2 separate regions of the Mus musculus genome follow, and region 1 is linked to region 2. A link is a contact called in public ChIA-PET data. All regions are on one chromosome and are shown on one strand. The core of a region is the stretch at or near the end of the contact, and the rest is flanking DNA. Distances in the headings are between cores, read along the strand shown. Region 1 has its middle 63 kb from the start of Gm4419. Region 2 overlaps Asap2 (ArfGAP with SH3 domain, ankyrin repeat and PH domain 2).

Region 1 (3,128 bases), core at 522-3,021, 310 kb before region 2:
AGCACACACACAGCTGACCAAGCAAGTGGTACCACATAATCTCTCTTTGGCCCTTTGGTGAAAAGGCCCAAGAGATTTCAGACTAATGCAGATGTTGGGTCTCAGAAAGGATCTTGAGCTCTTAACCAATCCTACCAGAGCTAGATGTGGGAGGAACTCAGGGTTCTGCCTTTGAGCATTTCCAAGGAGCTGGTGGCTGAAGCTATGAAACTACCCATAGTAGTGGCTTCCCAAGGTCTCGAGTTGTGCCCTTCGAAGCCCACACTGTCACAGGCTCAGGCTCCAGGCAAGGGTGAAGAAAGGACCCTAGGGAAAAACCTACCAGTCTGAAGCCTGAAGTTCCCAGGTCAGAGTTCCTGCCACAAATAAGGACAGCTGTTGCAATGTCCTTGTGGCTATTTTCCAAAGCCACCCTTCAATGGCATGTGTCCTCACAGAACACAGCCCTCAGTGGCAAAGTGTGTACACAAGCAATTTCAGTAGCTGCACAGTTGACAGCTCTCATTCTGCAGCCATGCCCCTTGATCCTGGCCATCTCTTCCACTATGTCCTGGAAGGTGGGAGACTTACTAATCCTACTAAAGGTTCGATCTACACGTGAATATGGGATAATCAAGGAAGACCAATCTTCTATGAAAGTTTGTATATTCTCCAGGTAAGTACATGGAACTCAGTGAGATGAAACCAAGCCTATGTGTACAGCCTCTATCAGCCCATTTCATGGATGAGGAAATAGTAGACAAGGGGCTTGCAGTAGCCTCATTTGTTGAAGCAGTGTGAGAGGCAGGCTACATGCCAACCTATACCATTTGCAGTGTGCACTTCTTAAGAAGTCTTTGCTACCTGTGGGCCCATGAGGGGGACAGTCATATGTTTGAGGAGCTAAGTGGGACTCTTCCATTACTAGGGGTTACCACTGCTCTTATACTGGGGATGTGCTTAATATCTCCATCAAACTATGATCTGGGCAAGATAAGGAAGTGTTTATTATCTGGGTGATCCCAGAGTCCCACACTGGGCCTGACACAAAGTAAATGTTTGATGATCAAGAAAGCAGAACTTAATTTTGAAAAGTGGGGTTAACAGTGGGCCAGGGTTCAGACCCAAATCTCTGAGCTCTCATGTCTGTTACCTTCTGCTGCCTTAGCCTTGACTGCTAGCCTCTAATATTTCCCAAAAAGTTGGGGTGAGCTGAGCCAAGGAGTGTCAAGGAGAATTTATTTCTTTGGTTTTATTTTATTTTGTATTGTTTGAGACAGGGTTTCTCTGTATATCCTTGTCTGTCCTAGAACTCACTTTGTAGACCAGTCTGAACTGGAACTCAAATCCACCTGCCTCTGCCTCTGCCTCTGCCTCTGCCTCTGCCTCTGCCTCTGCCTCTGCCTCTGCCTCTGCCTCTGCCTCTGCCTCTGCCTCTGCCTCTGCCTCTGCCTCTGCCTCCCAAGTGCTAGGATTAAAGACATACACCACCATGCCCAGCCGAGGGGGAGTTCTTGACTCCTATCTCTGAGTCAACTTTCTATTCCACATTTGATGGTTGCCCTCCATGACAAGAATCTATGACTCTAGTGGGAGACAGGATCCAGTAGGATGGGGATCTCAAGAACCAGAACACTTGGGTGGGGACCATCAACCTTCTAGATCTCCCCTGGAGCCAGTGGTGAAAGCTCAGTGCCAAGGCACATCAATGGGTGGCACTCAGAGACCTGTAAAGATGAGCTCACTGAGGCGGTCCCTCATACCCTGGAGAACAAACCCACAACACAAAACCAAAGTGGCATGCAAGCTGGGTGTGGTGAGTGTTGGCAACGCTGCTGTGGTAAGCAGCTATGACAGAGTACCTTGTTTCCCTGACAACATAGTGGAAACTGGCCTGCACACACCAACCAAGGTTTCCCAGAAAGTCTGAGGTCTACCAGAAGTCCAACCCTCAAAGTGCTCTCCCAGAGGCTGCCCTTCATGTGTCTGCTTCTGAGTGTTAATTCTCTCCTTTAGGAAATGTTTACTATGCCCCAGTGTCAACTGAAGGTGTGAATAATTTAGTTCTAAAATCAACAAGTATGAATACTAAATAGATCCAGGTCTTGACCTGGGGAGAAAGCTAACTGTGCAAAAGTATGCTGCACTGGTAGCACAAGCATGAAGATTAGTGTTTCATTCCCTAGCATCCAGCATCCATGAACAGAGCTGAGTGGGGCAGCAATAGTCCCCATCTCTCTCTCTCTTTCTCTCTCTCTCTCTCTCTCTCTCACACACACACACACACACACACACACACAGAGAGAGAGAGAGAGAGAGAGGGAGAGAGAGAGAGAGAGGGAGAGAAGGGAGAGGGAGAGAGAGCACCTGTGGATCAGCTGATGCATACTTAGGGAGCAATGTGGGCTATATGCCACTCCCCTGAGCCTCAGACTCCTGATCTGAAGAGTGAGACTCGGAGGATACTTTGTCTGCAACAGGAGAGTGGATGGCACATAGCAGGCATTCAGTGATCCACCTGGTGTTACGACTGCACATCACACACAAGCTAGACCTGGCCAGGTGGATCCCAAAGGGACAGAAGATGTGCAAATGAATGGGATGCCCTCCTTCTATGAAGGAGCCTGGGCTGGTTATTGAAGCTGTGAGCAGACATCTTCAGAGCTGTGAGAGAAACAGGCAGAGTGCTAGAGAGCACAGAGGAGGATATGGCTGGGGAGCTAGGGAAGTGTGATGGTTTGTATATGCTTGTCCCGGGGCATGGCACCATTAAGAGGTGTGGCCTTGTTGGAGGGGGTGTGGCCTTCTTGGAGTAGGTGTGTTACTGTGGGTGTGGGCTTTAAAACCCTTGTCCTAGCTGCCTGGAATCCTGTCTTCTCCTATTGGCTTTCAGATGAAGATGTAGAACTCTCAGCCCCACCTGCACCATGCCTGCTTGGACACTGCCATGCTCCCACCTTGATGATAATGGACTGAACCTCTGAACCTGTAAGCCAGCCCCAATTAAATGTTGCCCTCATAAGAGTTGCCTTGGTCACAATGTCTGTTCACAGGAGTAAAGCCCTAACTAAGACAGGAAGCTTCTAGAAAGTGTTTCCAAACAGTTACCAAAAGTCAGGAATACAAAACCTGTGGCATTTTCCATCCTT
Region 2 (2,837 bases), core at 338-2,837:
CCAGAGCCAGGACCTGGAAACACTGTGACTTCAACCCCGGTCATCACCTCTTCTCCAACCTGCTGCCAGAACCTTCCCAGGAGCAGTTCACACAGTTACTTTCTACAACAAGCTTGAGTTAAAACCTGCTCTTGGGAAACCATCTCTTAAGACAAGAACAAGCCATTTGGCGGTGGTGGCGCCCACACACCTTTAATCCAGCACTCAGGAGGCATAAGCAGGTGGATATCCGAGTTTAAAGCTAGCCTCGGCTACAGAGCAAGTTACAAGACAACCAAGGCTACACAGAGAAACCCTGTCTCACAAGTATCCTCTCCCCTCTAAAACAGCAAGTCCCAAGTCCTTGAGCGTTCTTTTAAGATGTGCTTCCTCTGGCCCTAAGACTCCAAGGATCTTATAACTCAATGGGACAATGATCTTCACACTTCCCTGAGGTCACCTGAGAGTCACCTCTAGAGCAAGCAGCATGGACAGCCTCAGACTCAACTGGCAACCAGCAAACTGACTTCAGCCTGCTCAGCAGGACTGCCAGATGTTTTCCTCTGGAGTGCATCCTCATCATGCCCTAACTGTGCCCCAGCTGTGCCCAGCTGTGCCCCTGCTGCCAAAGGGCAGCGCCTAACTCACAGCACTGCTGTAGGGAAGACATTTATGTAAGTAGACTGCCCGGCCTCCAGCAAATGCACGAACACCTGACTTTTGCTATCATTACTTCTACCATCAATCGTATGAAGATCTTGACAGTAGTATATGCTGTTTCATGATGTTACGATGTGCTATTTCTTTTTAATAACAGAAATGTGTGCACAGATTTTGTACCCTGGGTTTCATAAGCATTCTCATTTCTGTAGTACAGTCCCATCATCCCAAGCGGCTGATCCTGGTTTTGTCAGGAGCACTGCTTATATTTTGGCATGATGAGCAATGCAACAAAACAACAAACATATTTGTGCAAGAAGAACCTTCCTCGTAGAGATCTTGATTTCAGCGATGTGCACTGCCTACAGATTTCCAAAAACTCTGTGTGCCCACTTTCAATGTTACGACCATAGAGCAGAGTTCTAGCTTTCCAGTAATCTTGTCCAACTCTGAGAACAACTATGATTTATTTTTCAATGTACAAGTTAGAAAACCATACCCAGATGTGTTGTCTTCTTAATACACACTAAAACTTCAATCCATAAGCTAGTATATGCTTCTCGTTAAAAAAAAAAAAAAAAAATAGGGCCAGTGAGGTCACAGCAGGTTGAAATGCCCGTAACAAGCCAAGTGGTGGAAAAAGAAAACTCCCACAAGTTGTCCTTTAACCTTCTGCTCATGTGTGCGCACACAGACAGACAGACAGACAGATAGACACACACACACATACACCTGGTGGGGCGTGAAGGACTATGAAGGTTCATTTTCCTCAGTAGGTGGAAGAAGACAGTAAAAGTTGCAGGTAAAATTAGCATTTCTTCCTCTGTACCTTTCTATTTGGGAATGTGACAATTCCCCCAGGGCCTCCAGACTCCAGGTGAGGAGGGCTCTGGCTCTCCCTAAGAACACTCCATCCACCATGGCGAGTCTAGAAGTGAAAATGAAAGTCTCACGTTGCTTCCTCCTTGATGCTCATCCTCCTTGAGATGAGTTTTCTCACCCGCTGATGTGTCAAACACAGATGAAAATGTTAGCTTCAACTTCTCAGCTTGGAGGAAAACACCTTTATGCTGAGACAGAGCTTAGAAATTTTAAGAAGAATTTAAAATAAATATAAAGTTGGATTCGGGCTGTTTTGTTTTAAGAGTTCAGGTAGCAGTTCACTGAGTGGGGAAAAATTACAGAAACAGCTCCCTAACATAAAAACCTGTTCATAAGACATTCCACAAAAGGCATCCCCAACAGAGAGCATAATCCCTTGCTATCACATAAGTAAATCAATGCTCAGTAGATAAAGGTGGAGTAGGGGGAGGGTGTACTGATGCCCAGGACAACTTCAAAGGTGGATTTCTCAAAGATCAGCTCTACCTCTGGGGCACTGTTTAATTAGCAAACACTGAAGCTATAAACAGACCAATTGAACCAGGGATGCCACAGGTGAAGTCTAGCCCTTAACCAGATCTCCCTGGAGCAGTGGTTCTCAACCTTCTTAATGCTGAGACCTCTTAATACAGTTCCCCAAGTTGTGGCGACTCCAACCATAAAACTGTTTTCATGGCTACTTCATAACTGTAATTTTGCTACTGTTATGAATTGTAATGTAAATATTTTTGGAGACCCAGGTTTGTCTAAGGGATTTTGGCCCACACAGTGAGAAGCGCTGCCCTAGGGCCGTTAACAGTGCCTGCATATTAAGGACCCATTAATGTGGGGCTTGCCAAAAGAGTTTAAAGTGAACCAACCTCAAAACACTCAGAGGCTCGATGAGGGAGGAAGAATGTCCCATCCCTCACCCTGTAATCCCTGGGATCCAGGAGTACAGTATGCTGCCTGACAGGGAGAGGAAAGAGTAGATGACCTAAACTTGCTAACCAGTTTGAGATGTGATTGTTCTAGATGACGGGGTGCTCAGCAGGTAAAGGCACTTGTCACCAAACCTGACAGCCTGAATTCCATGGCTAGGGCCCATGTGGTGGGAAGAGAGAATCGAACTGTCAAAGTTACTCTATGTGCACATAACCCCCAACCCACCCCACACAAAATAATAATTAATACATGTAACTTTTAAAATGTAAGGTACTTAAATGTGAAAGAGAGGGGCAGGAGATTCAGGGTCTGTATTGGGACTGAACACACCTGCCTCCCCAAGTTTAATACTGAGGTCAGTGTGCTACTATCAAGGGATGGAGCCACTAGGA

What was found. ChIA-PET counts read pairs in DNA pulled down with a chosen protein or histone mark.
Region 1: an RNA polymerase II ChIA-PET map of memory CD8 T cells shows a contact between it and region 2, with 27 read pairs. The contact joins two enhancer-like sites. A contact is called at or near these places in 3 of 115 datasets of contacts at active chromatin or transcription factors (effector CD8 T cells, memory CD8 T cells and pancreatic cancer cells).

What each region holds. Positions count from the first base shown.
Region 1 is chr12:21,479,099-21,482,226 of GRCm38.p6, reverse strand. No RefSeq gene overlaps it. Among named protein-coding and RNA genes, the nearest start is that of Gm4419, 63 kb to the right of the region's middle. Within about 2 kb of position 1,771, at least 40 of the 459 cell types and tissues checked have an H3K27ac peak or open chromatin away from gene starts, as enhancers often do. A contact at or near this core is called in effector CD8 T cells and memory CD8 T cells, where this site is marked.
Region 2 is chr12:21,172,736-21,175,572 of GRCm38.p6, reverse strand. The region is part of intron 2 of Asap2 (ArfGAP with SH3 domain, ankyrin repeat and PH domain 2); the gene reads right to left. Among named protein-coding and RNA genes, the nearest start is that of Asap2, 62 kb to the right of the region's middle. Within about 2 kb of position 1,587, at least 55 of the 459 cell types and tissues checked have an H3K27ac peak or open chromatin away from gene starts, as enhancers often do. A contact at or near this core is called in effector CD8 T cells and memory CD8 T cells, where this site is marked.